Linked DNA regions of Mus musculus: region 2 is linked to region 1. The links are chromatin contacts, called in public promoter capture Hi-C maps. All regions are on one chromosome and are shown on one strand. The core of a region is the stretch at or near the end of the contact, and the rest is flanking DNA. Distances in the headings are between cores, read along the strand shown. Region 1 overlaps Tcf7l1 (transcription factor 7 like 1 (T cell specific, HMG box)). Region 2 has its middle 35 kb from the start of Tcf7l1.

What was found. Promoter capture Hi-C pulls out the DNA fragments that hold promoters and counts their contacts.
Region 2: a promoter capture Hi-C map of embryonic stem cells shows a contact between it and region 1. The contact joins two enhancer-like sites. A contact is called at or near these places in 5 of 39 promoter capture datasets (the C10 cell line, the HPC-7 cell line, cranial neural crest and 2 more), 3 of 484 Hi-C or Micro-C datasets (the CH12 cell line, spermatogonial stem cells and undifferentiated spermatogonia) and 6 of 115 datasets of contacts at active chromatin or transcription factors (craniofacial prominence, embryonic hindbrain, embryonic stem cells and 2 more).

Annotation. Positions count from the first base shown.
Region 1 is chr6:72,695,474-72,701,931 of GRCm38.p6, reverse strand. The region is part of intron 3 of Tcf7l1 (transcription factor 7 like 1 (T cell specific, HMG box)); the gene reads left to right. Among named protein-coding and RNA genes, the nearest start is that of Gm31249, 41 kb to the left of the region's middle. Within about 2 kb of position 2,246, at least 41 of the 459 cell types and tissues checked have an H3K27ac peak or open chromatin away from gene starts, as enhancers often do. A contact at or near this core is called in embryonic stem cells, where this site is marked.
Region 2 is chr6:72,821,235-72,827,692 of GRCm38.p6, reverse strand. No RefSeq gene overlaps it. Among named protein-coding and RNA genes, the nearest start is that of Tcf7l1, 35 kb to the right of the region's middle. Within about 2 kb of position 2,537, at least 40 of the 459 cell types and tissues checked have an H3K27ac peak or open chromatin away from gene starts, as enhancers often do. A contact at or near this core is called in embryonic stem cells, where this site is marked.

The DNA of each region.
Region 1 (6,458 bases), core at 997-3,496:
CAGTGGATAAGAACGCCGACTACTCTTCCGAAGGTCCAGAGTTCAAATCCTAGCAACCACATGGTGGCTCACAACCATCCGTAACGAAATCTGATGTCCTCTTCTGGAGTATCTGAGGACAGCTACAGTGTACTTACATATAATAAATAAATAAATATTAAAAAAAAATCCTAGACAGCACCTGAAGATGCCCTATGGCCTCAACACCTATGTGCAAACATATACACATACATATAATATACATATACATCCTTGTGTATATGTGCATATACATCCTTGAGTGTACATGTACACTCTCAGAAACATGCACCACACACAAAACATACCAGAAAATTCGCTTTTGGAGTCTTAGCAAATTATACAACTGTTTTTTATTTTGGTTGGTTGGTTGGTTGGTTGGTTTCATTTTGTTTCATTTTTGAGACAGGCTCTCACTATGAAACTCTGGCTGTCCTGGAACTCAAGAGACCTGCTTGTCTCTGCCTCCCAATTACTGGGTTTAAAGGCATGCACCACTATGCCTGGCTTCAAATTGTAGAAGTGTCACCATCTAGATTCTAAATTGCTCTAAATTTTAGAATAATAATATTTCTGGCCATTTCCTTCAAAGTCAGTAGTTCTCCTATAGCCAGCCTTTAATTCTGGCAATTCTAGTCTTTATCCCTACTGTTTGGACTTTTTCCAGGATGACCTCTCGGGGTTCGTATCTGTGCAGTTTTGGGAGCCTTGCTTCCTTCTCTCAGGATATCTGTCCATGTGACTGCCTGGAGCTGTGCTTCTCCATCACTAAGTGGTGTTCCACATTGAGCTTGTTTATTCAATCATTCAGTCATTGAGGAATAGTTCAGCGGTTTCTAGTTTTCACGCTCATGTTAGTTTTTAATGAGGGAATATCATCTTCTCCCTGACCCCATAGGGTTTCTCTGTGTAGCCTTAACTGTCCTGGAACTCACTTTGTAGACCATGCTGGCCTCAAACTCACAGAAATCTGCCTGCCTCTGCCTCACAGAAATCTGCCTGCCTCTGCCTCCTGAACGCTGGGAACAAAGGCGTGTACCATCACCACCACCCAGTTTGTAAGTGTTTGAGCTCATTATCTGTGATAGTTAGCCTTAACTGTCAATTTGACAAAACCTAGAATCACCTAATCTGAAAGTCTCAATGAGGAATTGTCAACATTGGGTTAGCCTGTGAGTTTATTTGTGGGGGATTGTCTTAATTGGCTAATGTGAGACAGCCCAGCCCCCTGTGGGTGGCACTATTCCCTAGACTCAAGCAAACAAGCAAGCAAGCAAGCAAGTGTCCACGGATGCATTTGTTTCTCTCTGATCTTGGCTGTGGCTAGCTGTTTCAAGATTCTGTCTTGATGGGTTTTGTTTGTTTGTTTGTTTTCCTAATGGTGCATGGACTATACCCTAGAATTGTAAGCTGAATTAAATTCTGTTTTCCCTTTGATTCCCTTTTCTCCCTTTCCAAGATACATTATAGCAACAGAAATTAAACTATTTTTCTGCGAGGCAGTCACATGCAACCTAGGCTGGTCTCAAACTCCCCATGTAGCCAAGAGTAACCTTGAATTTCTCATCTTCCTGCCTCTATCCGCTGATTGTTGGGATTACAGCCCTGTACCATTATGGCTCATTTATATGTTACTAGGGCAAACTCTTATCAGCTGAGCTATAGTCTCAGCCTTGAGTTGATACCTCTATAGTTAAAAAATATATAATTAAATCATGCCATCATAAGCTGGTGTGGTGGTACAAGCCTGTATAGTCCCAGCTCCTGGGAAGGCTAAGGCAACAAGAGACAAGAGCCTGTCTTTGTTTGACAGTAGTTTGAGTCCAGCCTGGGCTACATAACAAGACTCTTATCTCGAAACAAATACCATTGAGTACCTAGAATAGGATAAAGATGCTAAAGGTGGGGCCGTCAAGGTGCAGGGTCTCAGACTGGGTTTGTCCTCTCAGCTCTAGGCATGTGGGAAGAAAGGGGAGGTAAGCAGCAGAATGTAGACACTGCCATTGTCCTACACAAAGGGGACATTGGTCGTGGAGACTCTATTCAAGGGAGCTGTGCGAGGGAAATGGGGATGAAGCTTGGGGATTTAAGTTGTTTCTGAAGGGTATTCCCAAATCCTGCTCTGGGTAATTCCCTGACTACCATTTAATCAGCTCCATTAAACCCTGCCCTGTCTAGTGCACTGTGGTCCAGACACGGCTCTCCTGGGCTCCCAGTAATAGCTCAATTGTGTGTAAGTGGCTGTGAAGAGGCTCTGTGTGCTAGATGAATAGGACTCATCTCCATGGAAACCAGCCCTGGCTGAGGGGCTGACCTTTGACCCACTTGTTGCCACCATACTGTTAACCACTGGTGCCTATTGGATTCAGAGAGAGGGCAAGGAAATGACTGTCAGAGTGGCTTTCATTTGCCTTCAGTTTAAGCCCAGGTGTGTACTAAGTAGAAATAAGACCCCAATATTAACCCAAAGCAAAGCAAAGCAAGCAAGCAAATAAACAAACATTATTTTGATTATAGATTCTTGCCCTGTCTCCATGTCCTTCAGGGCAGAACTTACCATGTGCTCAGTTGGTTACCATCATCCTCTGGGCTTTGAAGGGACACTGCAGGAAGGAGGAGGTTTCTATTCCGGTAATATAGGCCTTGTGGTATTGCCATAGGCAATGTGTCTTCTGTCCTGTGAGAGACCAAGAGGCTGCTAGGCCTTATACCTGTGATGTGCTCTACCAACCCAAGTGTTAGTCATGCGTCCTTTAGAGATGACAACAAAACATGGCTGCCTAGCAACTACTACATAGGTCAGGGCGGGATGACTTTAGCAACCCTGAGGAGAGTAATGAGCTCAGGCCCTGTGGCTGTGGGTGAACATGTGGCCCTGTGTTGCCCTGTAGCACCCTGCTCAGACTAGCAGAGCTTTCCTGACTCCATTCTTTGATCTGGGTCACGTTTGTCGTGGGCTCCTGGACAGATTCTTGGTTTTAGAAGCAGGTCTTCCCAGGTTCTTCTGTAGAGGGTCGGGGTCCTGACCGGGGTCAGAGTCCTGGTTTGGTCTCTACCACCTGATGCTCCTTTCAGTGCATCCTTTGAGACCCATATATTGTTTGTTTTATTTGCGTCAGGGTCTTGCTATGTAGGCCAAGCAGGCTGACACTTGACTTGCGCAATCCTCCTGCCTCAGCATCAAGACTGCAGGCATGTATCTTCATGCCTAACAAAACCCAGATCTTTTTTTTTCCATTTTTTATTAGGTATTTAGCTCATTTACATTTCCAATGCTATACCAAAAGTCCCCCATACCCACCCACCCACCACCACTCCCCTACCCTCCCACTCCCCCTTTTTGGCCCTGGCGTTCCCCTGTACTGGGGCATATAAAGTTTGCAAGTCCAATGGGCCTCTCTTTGCAGTGATGGCCGACTAGGCCATCTTTTGATAAATATACAGCTAGAGACAAGAGCTCCGGGGTACTGGTTAGTTCATATTGTTGTTCCACCTATAGGGTTGCAGTTCCCTTTAGTTCCTTGGGTGCTTTCTCTAGTTCCTCCATTGGGGGCCCTGTGGTCCATTCAATAGCTGACTGTGAGCATCCACTTCTGTGTTAAACCCAGATCTTTTTAGTGACTGTTTCAAAACAAAAGTAACTTGAAGATTCTGGGCCCCTTTGCTGGGGCCCCCCAGTGAGTAGGACAGGTGAGGCAAAGTCTTAAACATAAGACATTCGAGGCTGGAGGTAAGGCTCCACTGGGAGGGAACATGCTCAGCATATAGGATGCCCTAGGTTTTATTACTAATACCAAATCAGATATGGTGGCACACTGTGTAGACCCCACATTCAGGAAGTCAAACGTTTAAGGACATCCCCAGATACTTGGTAAGTTCAAGACCAGACTTGAGTAAATTAGATCTGATGTTGAAAAGGAAAGAGGGTTGTGTGTTCGCTAAGGCTCCAGGCTCAGCCCCTTGAGGAAAGTCAAAATGAAGGCTGTGACAGTTCTGCGTTTAGTCTCAGATGCCTTGTAAGTCTCCCGGCTTTCTAGGACTGCAGGATGATGTAGACAAGAAAGAAGTGAGGGATTTCAGGGACATTTGTGGTGACTGAAATGGCCAAATCCAAAGCCTGTTGACCACCACACCATCAAGGTACCAGCTTGTCCTATGCTGTGCTCTTGAGACCTTAGGGTGGTGTCTCCAGATTAGGGCGGTGTCTCCAGGTCTCTTGTTAATTCTCTCATCTCTATAGATCCAAATTAACCTGAGAGCCTGCCTCTGCCAGCTCTTGCTAAGGTGATGCTTTCTAGAGTATCTGGCCTAGTTTTCCTATCTACCCTGGGGTGTGGTCCCAGAAATGACTGTCTCAAACACTGCAGGACACCCCAAATACTACAGGAACTCCCAGACAGTTCGTCTTGCTTTGTTTTCATTTCTATCTGTGTGCCCACAACACTCAGCCGTGTCTTGGGCTCCGGGTTACCCCACTCAAAGGTCTCTATTCTAATTGTGGTTTCTGGCTGGAACTTTGGTGAACCCGAGGTCTGCAATGTGGCAGTCTATGGCTGTCACTTGCTTCACAGAAGCTTCATCTTTGTGGAGTAGCAGCCCCTTCCTTGGGCTTCAGGAAAGCCTACACCAGCATCCTCTATAAGGTCATGCACAGTAAGTGGTTCAATATGCTTTTCCATCCCCAGAAAGTGCCATTAGCAGCTCACGGTCTATTTACAGGAGGTTGGGTCCCCGGATAGCATTCCCAATGCCTGAGTTGTGGGGAGCCGGAAATACACATATATTTAACCCTGGGCTTGCAAACAGGAGAAGCTGCATCCCCTCATTCCGCAGCTGTGTAAACAGTAGGGGGCAGGGGACAAAGTTAAAGATAATGCAGAGACAAGGAGAGGGCGGGGAGGGGGTGGGGGTACCAGATTGTAAGGGGTGGGGAGGGACCAGAGCATGGGGCACAAAGGCGAGCACATAGATTCCCAGGTTTCTCACTCCTAAGACATGCTCACCAGTGCTGGAGCGATGGGGTGGGAATGACAAATGCTGAGAGCCTGGGCTGACAGGGCCAGATGAGACAGGCAGGCCAGGGCAGGTGATGGCACTCCAGATGAGAGATGTTTCCGCCCTGGACAGCTCTGGGCCTCTGGGGTCAACAGGAGGAAAGACTCTTATTCCCTGTCCCAGGTCGGCAGAGACCTAAGTAATGGCGAGATCCCAGCTGTATGCCCAGGAGAGTGTTGTTCCTTCCCGAGGCAGCCAATGAGGGGCTAGGGACTCAGACACAAATCCTCCCCTAAGCTAGTATGGAAGAAAGAAAGAGAGAGAGAGAGAGAGAGAGAGAGAGAGAGAGAGAGAGAGAGAGAGAGAGAGAGAACCTCAGGGTAGTATCTGCAGTTTCTGCAGCCAGAGGAGGGCTACTCCAACATCAGCCTGGCTGTGGACGCTTGCTTTCCAGGTCCCTCCCGTCACTGATATTCTGGTCACTGAGTATCTTCCCTTCCATGTGGTACTCAGCACACACCCAGATGCCTCCCCTCATCCAGTGCTTCCGTGATGTTCCTTTCCACTCTGATTTCACTGTATCTCTTCAGCTCATACTATATGTTTATCACCTTTCTAGAAAAACTGTGCAAAAAAAAAAAAAATCACAGAGTGGGTAGGAGAAAACACCCAGTCCACTGCCTCTGAGCAGTATTGAGGTACCGTGGTGTTTCTTGGAGGGGAGAATCAGGAGAACTTTGCACACAGATAAGAAACTGTCTGCACTGTGCTGAGGACATGAGAACCTGTCTCTCTCTGTGGTCACATCAGGGACTGAGGACTCTGGATGACTAGAGGAAACCTCACAGCAGCCAGGAAAAGAGTATGGGGACTCCAGAGAAGGGTCCCCAAGTATTTGAGAGGAGCCCACACGCATTATACAGGGAATCTCAATCTGGCAGCTAAGGAAAATGGAGTGTGCAATCCTCTAAACAGGGACCCTTCTGGATGGTTAACTTATGTCAACTTGACATAGACCAGAGTCACCTGGGAAGAGGGAATTTCAATTTAGGAACTGTTTCCATCAGACTGTTCTGTGGAAATACCTGTGAGACATTCTCTTGATTAATGATTGATGTGGGAGCACCCAGGCCTGTGGACAGGGCCTTCCCTGGACAGGACTGGTCCTGGCTGTGGGAGATAGTAAACTGGGAACAAGCCAGGAAGCAGAGTTCCTCTGTGGTCTCTGCGTCGGTGCCAGCCTCGGCTTCCCTCGGTGATGGAGGCGACTTACCCTTTCCTTCCCAAGTTCCTTTTGATCAATGTTTTATCACAACAGAAAGGTAAACTTAAAACAGCCTTTTCCTACCTCTCTTCTGCACAGTAGTCAGATAATTGTTTTTAAATGTGTACCGGTGCTTGCCTAGCATTATGTGAGCCTCTGGGTTAAATATCTAGCACCACAA
Region 2 (6,458 bases), core at 1,288-3,787, 130 kb before region 1:
CATCCCAGCACACCTGACATCCCAGCACACCTGACATCCCAGCACACCTGACATCCCAGCACACCTGACATCCCAGAGAGGGATAAGGTAAGGTGAGAGGACCATGAGTTCCAGGCCAGCCTTGACTACAGAGTGAGAACCATTCTCAAAACCCAAAAGGGGGGGAGGGGGTGGTGGTGAGAGACAAAAAAGGCTGAGCTGTGATGGCACACACCTTTAATCCCATCATGGGAGGTAGAGAACATGTGAGTCTGAGGCCAGCCTGGTCTACATAGAGTGTTCTAGGCCAGCCAAGGCTATATAATGAGGCCCAGTCTTTTTTTTTTTTTTTTTAAGATTTATTTATTTACTATATGTAAGTACACTGTAGCTGTCTTCAGACACTCCAGAAGAGGGCGTCAGATCTTGTTACAGATGGCTGTGAGCCACCATGTGGTTGCTGGGATTTGAACTCTGGACCTTCGGAAGAACAGTAGGGTGCTCTTACCCACTGAGCCATCTCACCAGCCCCCGAGGCCCAGTCTTGAAGGGGAAAAAAAAATGTGAAAAACTATCCTCTCAGGGTTTATTTCCGCATCACTTACCATGCTGTGCTCCGCTCGGCACCCTGCAGTCGCATGCCATGCCATGGGGTCTTCCCGATACACCTTTAAGGAAGGCATTGTGGTACCGTTTTACAGATGTGGAGAGTAGAGCTCAGAGGCCAGACATGACCTAAGGACAAGTGTCAAACCGATGCTTCCTCTAGAACCTCCCTGTGGATGGACTCTGGTGCTCAGGCTCAGAGCATCCCCAATGCTGTAAGTACCAGATGCCCACCAGAGAGTACCACACTAAGACTGTTAAAGCCAGGAAAAGCTCTTATAGCTGGCCGGTGACTGCACGGAGAACTTGCCCACATCCTGCAGCCCCAAGCCTTACATGCCGTGCCCTGTACATGTCTTTTACATATAAACACTATATTCTGGTTGTCACACTTCAGTTAGAAGGACACAGAACTACAAAAGCCAAAAAGCAAAGTTAGCACTTTCAGATACTTTTTATTTGGGGACTTTCCTGGAACTATGAACAGCTCGTCAGCTGTTGGAGCCTACATGCTGGGTTTTAAAGTCAGAATGGTACCTCTAACATGGTGTCAGTCACTCTATGGTCCGGGGTCCTGTTACCCATGACACCTCTTCCTTCATTAGGATCCCCACTTGCCCCTCCGCACCCCTTTCACTATTCTGATTCTGCTGACAGCCCCCATTCTCTGCTGACTGAGCCCAGTGAGAAGGGAGTGGTCACGATCCTCAGATTTGTCCCTGTCCCACGGAGAGCAGAACCAAGAGAAGAGGATAGTGACCAGGTCCTTGGGAGGGAGCCAGGGGCTTTACTGCCCAGAAGTGGCCTTTCAACTTGCCAAGTTGGGGGTAACTAAGACTGGATTTGGATCCATGAGCCCACCCCGCTTCTCTTAATGAGCCCCGCTAGGAGCTAGCTTAGCATTGTCAGTTGAGCACATATGGCTCTTGCAAAGGACTAGTACCCAGCTCCCACTTTGGGTGCCTCACAAGAGCCTGCATGCAACTCCACCTTCAGGAGATCCAACGCCTCTATGCACATCTCTACTGATACACACAACTCCACATACACACGAATAACTAACAAGGTCCTTGTTCCTGAACATCTGGCAAAAAAATAACGGTCTTTTCCCTTCCCAATGGAAAAAGCTGATTTTTTTTTTTTTTTTTTTTTTTTTTTTTTGCCTTTATTTGTGGAGTAACAGTAGAGACATCGACAGAGTTGAATCAAACCGACAACTATGGCTGCGGCAACTTCTCGCCATGTCAGACAAAGCAGTGTCTACACCTGGTTTTTAATATCACACAGGGCAAGAAGCTTTTCACAGGTTCGATTTGCAAACCAAAACGATGACAGGCAGGTCCAGCATGTTGCAAGACTACAAGTAGCTTCTTGAGAGAGATGCGGAGCTGGGAGAGGTGCGGGCTCCTGGTGTCTGGACAGAAGGCAGTGAGGAGCACGTGCCAGGGGGATGGAATGAGGGGCGGGGGGCGCTGGGAGGGGTGGTGTAGCCCTGCGGGCTGGAGGGCATGAGGCTCTGCAACTCATGAATATTCCAGACTGACTTCCAGGCCTGTGGGAGCAGAGCCTGATCCTCTACCGGGGGACACAGCTGGGGCCTCAAGCTGGTGGGATGCAAAGGACATCCAGACTGGGAGACCGCAATCCACTCTTAGCACGGTGCCTGGGCCTGGGCCTGGCAGGGGAGGGCAGCAGCTCGAGACCCCCGTAGCCCACCCAGCTACTCTTAATGAGCCCCACTAGGAGCTCCAGCTGTCAATCATCCTCCTGGCAGAGGCCAGTGAGTCCGCAGCCTTCCTCGGAGGAAGAGACTGGTACAGAAAGACGCCAGGCAGCAGATCAGGCCTGTCAGAGTAGGGGTAAGAGTCTCGGACTCGCAGGAGGCTCAGCAATCTGGTTATTTTCTCTCTGTGGCGATTCCAGGAAGCCGAAACCTGCCTCTCTCCTCAGCACGAGCTTTCCGGGAGGAAACGGGAGGAAACAGACTAGCGGCTAAGAACAGCTCCGATACAGATATCAGGAGAAGCAGAGATCCTGGCAACAGCTTGAGTTGTAGTCAGATTTGTAGGGGTGGGGACCCAGAGCAGGGAGGGGTCTCGGAAGCCACCGCAAAGCAACCTGTTAACGACCTGTTCTCTCGGCCTTTAGCCTTCTCCCTCCCCCCCCGCCCCTCCCCCCCCCATGCTGGGATGAAATCACTGATAAAGGCAACTTAAGGAAAGAGGGGCTCATTTTGGCTCTTAGTTTGAACAACTATGGTGGGAGCAGGGGTGGTGGTGAGTTGCTCAGGAGGTGTGGGGAGAGGGAAGGAGAGAGGGAGGGGGAGGGGAGGGAGAAGCTGGTGTTCTGCTTTCTCCTCTTCATTTTTCTTCAGGATGAGAACCCACAGGAGAGCACCTTCAGCTCAGAGTGGGTTTTCCCTCCTCCATTAAACTTTTCTAGAAAAACTTTCACGAGCCGGGCGGTGGTGTCGCACGCCTTTAATCCCAGCACTTGGGAGGCAGAAGCAGGCGGATTTCTGAGTTTCGCTACACAGAAAAACCCTGTCTCGGAAAAAAACAAAAAACAAAAAACAAAAAAAAAAACAAAACAAAAAAACGAGGGGGCTGGAGAGATGGCTCAGAGATTAAGAGCACTGACTGCTCTTCCAGAGGTCCTGAGTTCAAATCCCAGCAACCACATGGTGGCTCACAACCATCTCATAATGAGATCCGATGCCCTCTTCTGGGGTGTCTGAAGACAACTACAGTGTACTTACACATAATGAATGAAGAAATCTTTGGTCCAGAGCGAGCAGGGCTGGAGAGAGAAGAAAAAGTGTCTGAAGACAGCTATAGTGTATTTACATATAATAAATAAATAAATAAATAAATCTTTTAAAAAAAAACGAAACGAAAAACCTTCACAGACAAGCCCAGAATGTGTCACCTAGGTGACCAAGTCCCGGCAAGATGACAACAAAGATTGGGTATCACACCAACAACCATCTATTGCAAAGTAAGACTCTAAACCACGGGCCCAAGTGGCATGGGTTCTTGGCATCTAGAAGTCTCTGTAGGTCCTACAGCTCAGTAAAAGGGGAGTCTATGAGATGTCAACCCTCAGAGATAGGGGGTAGTGAGGGGCCACTTAAGCAAACACAGTCCTAGACCTGGACCCTATCATATCCATGCTCTCTCTTCTCTTCTCTTCTCTTCTCTTCTCTTCTCTTCTCTTCTCTTCTCTTCTCTTCTCTTCTCTTCTCTTCTCTTCTCTTCTCTTCTCTTCTCTCTCTCTCTCTCTCTCTCTTTCTCTCTCTCTCTAAGCAGGGTTTTTCTGTGTAACCCTGACTGTCCTAGAACTCACTCTGTGGGCCAAGCTGGCCTCAAACTCACAGAGACCCACCTCTGTGCTGAGATTAAAGGCATGGTTCACCACACCCCATTTTCATGACCTTCTTATCTGCAAAATTCATTCACTCCTAACTGAAGTGGACCAAGGTCTCTTCAACTGTGGGCTCAAAGCCCCATCCACCTTCATGAGATCTGGATGTGAATGGCAGCCTTCAGGATAGAATTAGCTCTCTCTTCCTATGAGCCTGTGACGTTAAACAGACAAGGTATCTTTTCCCCACTTGGCATACAATGATGAGCCTGACATAGAACTCAGCTGGGGATATGTTCCATTCAAAAATCAGGGAGATGGGTAAACGAAAGCCTTCATTCACAAAAATTATCAAATCCATCTGATTAACTATTAGAGTTCGTTGATTCCGTCTGGAAGCCTGGGACCCTCTCTGCGAGCTTTGGCTGCACCCTCGGCTTCTTGGTTCTGCCTCAGAACACTGCTTCCCGAGACTTGAGTGGCATTACATGTTCGCAGGTGAGATGCTCCCACTACCACACTTCCTTAGGGTGGAATTTGGAAGAGTCTGATAGGCCATTTTCCTCCTCCTCCATGTGTGCGTGCGAGTTAGTAACAAGCATATATGGGAGTCTGTCTGGAGAGAGAGAGAGAGAGAGAGAGAGAGAGAGAGAGAGAGAGAGAGCATGTGTGTGTGTGTCTGTCTGTCTTTCTGTGTGTGTGTGTCTGTCTGTCAAGAGAAGGTCTCATTATATAGTTTAGGCTACCCTTGAATTTTCAGCAACCCTTCTGCCTCAGCCTCCCAAATGTTGGCATCACAGAAATGAGTCAGCACACACCCCGCTTTGTTTTCTGTGTCTCCTCTCTTTCAGCCCTGGCTGGCAATGTATCTGCTCCTGTACCTGTAGTTACCTTTCTATTTTTGTGGAATGTCCACAGTGGGACAAAAGGTTTATTTGGGGCTCTAGCTACAGAAGAATGTGAATCTACATGGCGGGTAACCATGGCAGCAGGCAGCCGACATGGTGGCAGAAACATCTGGAGCTAGTGTCTTGAACCACACGCTTCAAGCAAAGTGCGAACTGGGAATGACTGAGAGTCTTTGAAACCTCCAAGTCCGGCAAGGTCATACTGTCTAAGCCTCCCCAGCCAACTAAGGACCAAGTGAGGGTCAAGTATTAAAATGACTGAGCCAGGAGCAGGGGGTGTGGTGACACATGCCCTTGTCTTTAATCCCAGCACTTAGGAGACAGAGGTAGGCCAGCCTAGTTCTGAGTTCAAGACCAGCCTGGTCTGCATAGTGAGTGCTAGGATGGCTAGGGCTATGTAATAGCGACCTAGCTCAACAAACAACAAGATGCATGATAGAATACTGCAGATGCCGTTCAACAAGTTGAACACATCACACCTAACTTGACGTGGGTCTGCCTCCTTAGCCTTGTGTGCCTTCCACATTCACAGAACTCATAAGTTAACTTACAGTTAGGCAAATTTTTAACTTTTAAAAAGTGTTGAACTTTTATTTTCAGTGCTGGAGAGTAGGACAGACCCCATCACCATCACTCTGATGTGTGGTAAGGCAGAGTACTGTGACAGAGGGGACTCAGCGAGGCAGAATGACAAGATATAGTCCCCAAAGAGCATAACTTCAGTGACCCACAACCTCCAGTGAGGTCCCATCTCCCAAAGTTTTGCAGACTGAGTTGCTAGCCAAAGCTTCAGCACACCAGCCTGCGGGACCAGTTCACGTTCAAACCACAACAGTGGTTACTGCCCGTTGCTGGGTATTTATTTCCAGCAAGGATTTTTTTAAAGTTATTTACTTTATATATGAGTGCTCTATCTGCATGTACAGATGTATCAGATCCCATTACAGATGGCTGTGAGCCACCATGTGGTTGCTGGGAATTGAACTCAGAACCTCTGGAAGAGCAGTCAGTGCTCTTAACCACTGAGCCATCTCTCTACCCACCCACCCCCAGCATGTATTTTTAAGCAATATGCTTACATGCTGGACACAGTAATACACACCTTTAATCCCAGCATTCAAGATGCAGAGGCAGGCATATCCCTATGAATCTGAGGCCAGCTTGGTCTACATAGTAAGATCTAGGTCAGCCAGGGCTACACAGGGAGACCCTGTCTCAGAAAAGCAAAACAACAATAACAAACCCACAAAACTACACACATACAAAAAACCAATGCGCTTCCAGGACTGGGGAGAGGACTCGAGGTTAAGAGTACTTCTTATGGCCGGGCAGTGGTGGCACATGCCTTTACTCCCAGCACTTGGGAGGCAGAGGCAGGCGGATTTCTGAGTTCAAGGCCAGCCTGGTGTACAGAGTGAGTTCCAGAACAGCCAGGGCTATACAGAGAAACCTTGTCTCGAAAAAAAAAAAAAAAGAGTACTTCCTACTCTTACAGAAGACCCTGATTAGATTCCCAGCACACACACAATGTCTCACAACCATCTATAACTCCGGTTCCAGGACATCCAATGCCCTCTCTGGCTTCTGTGGACACATGCCACA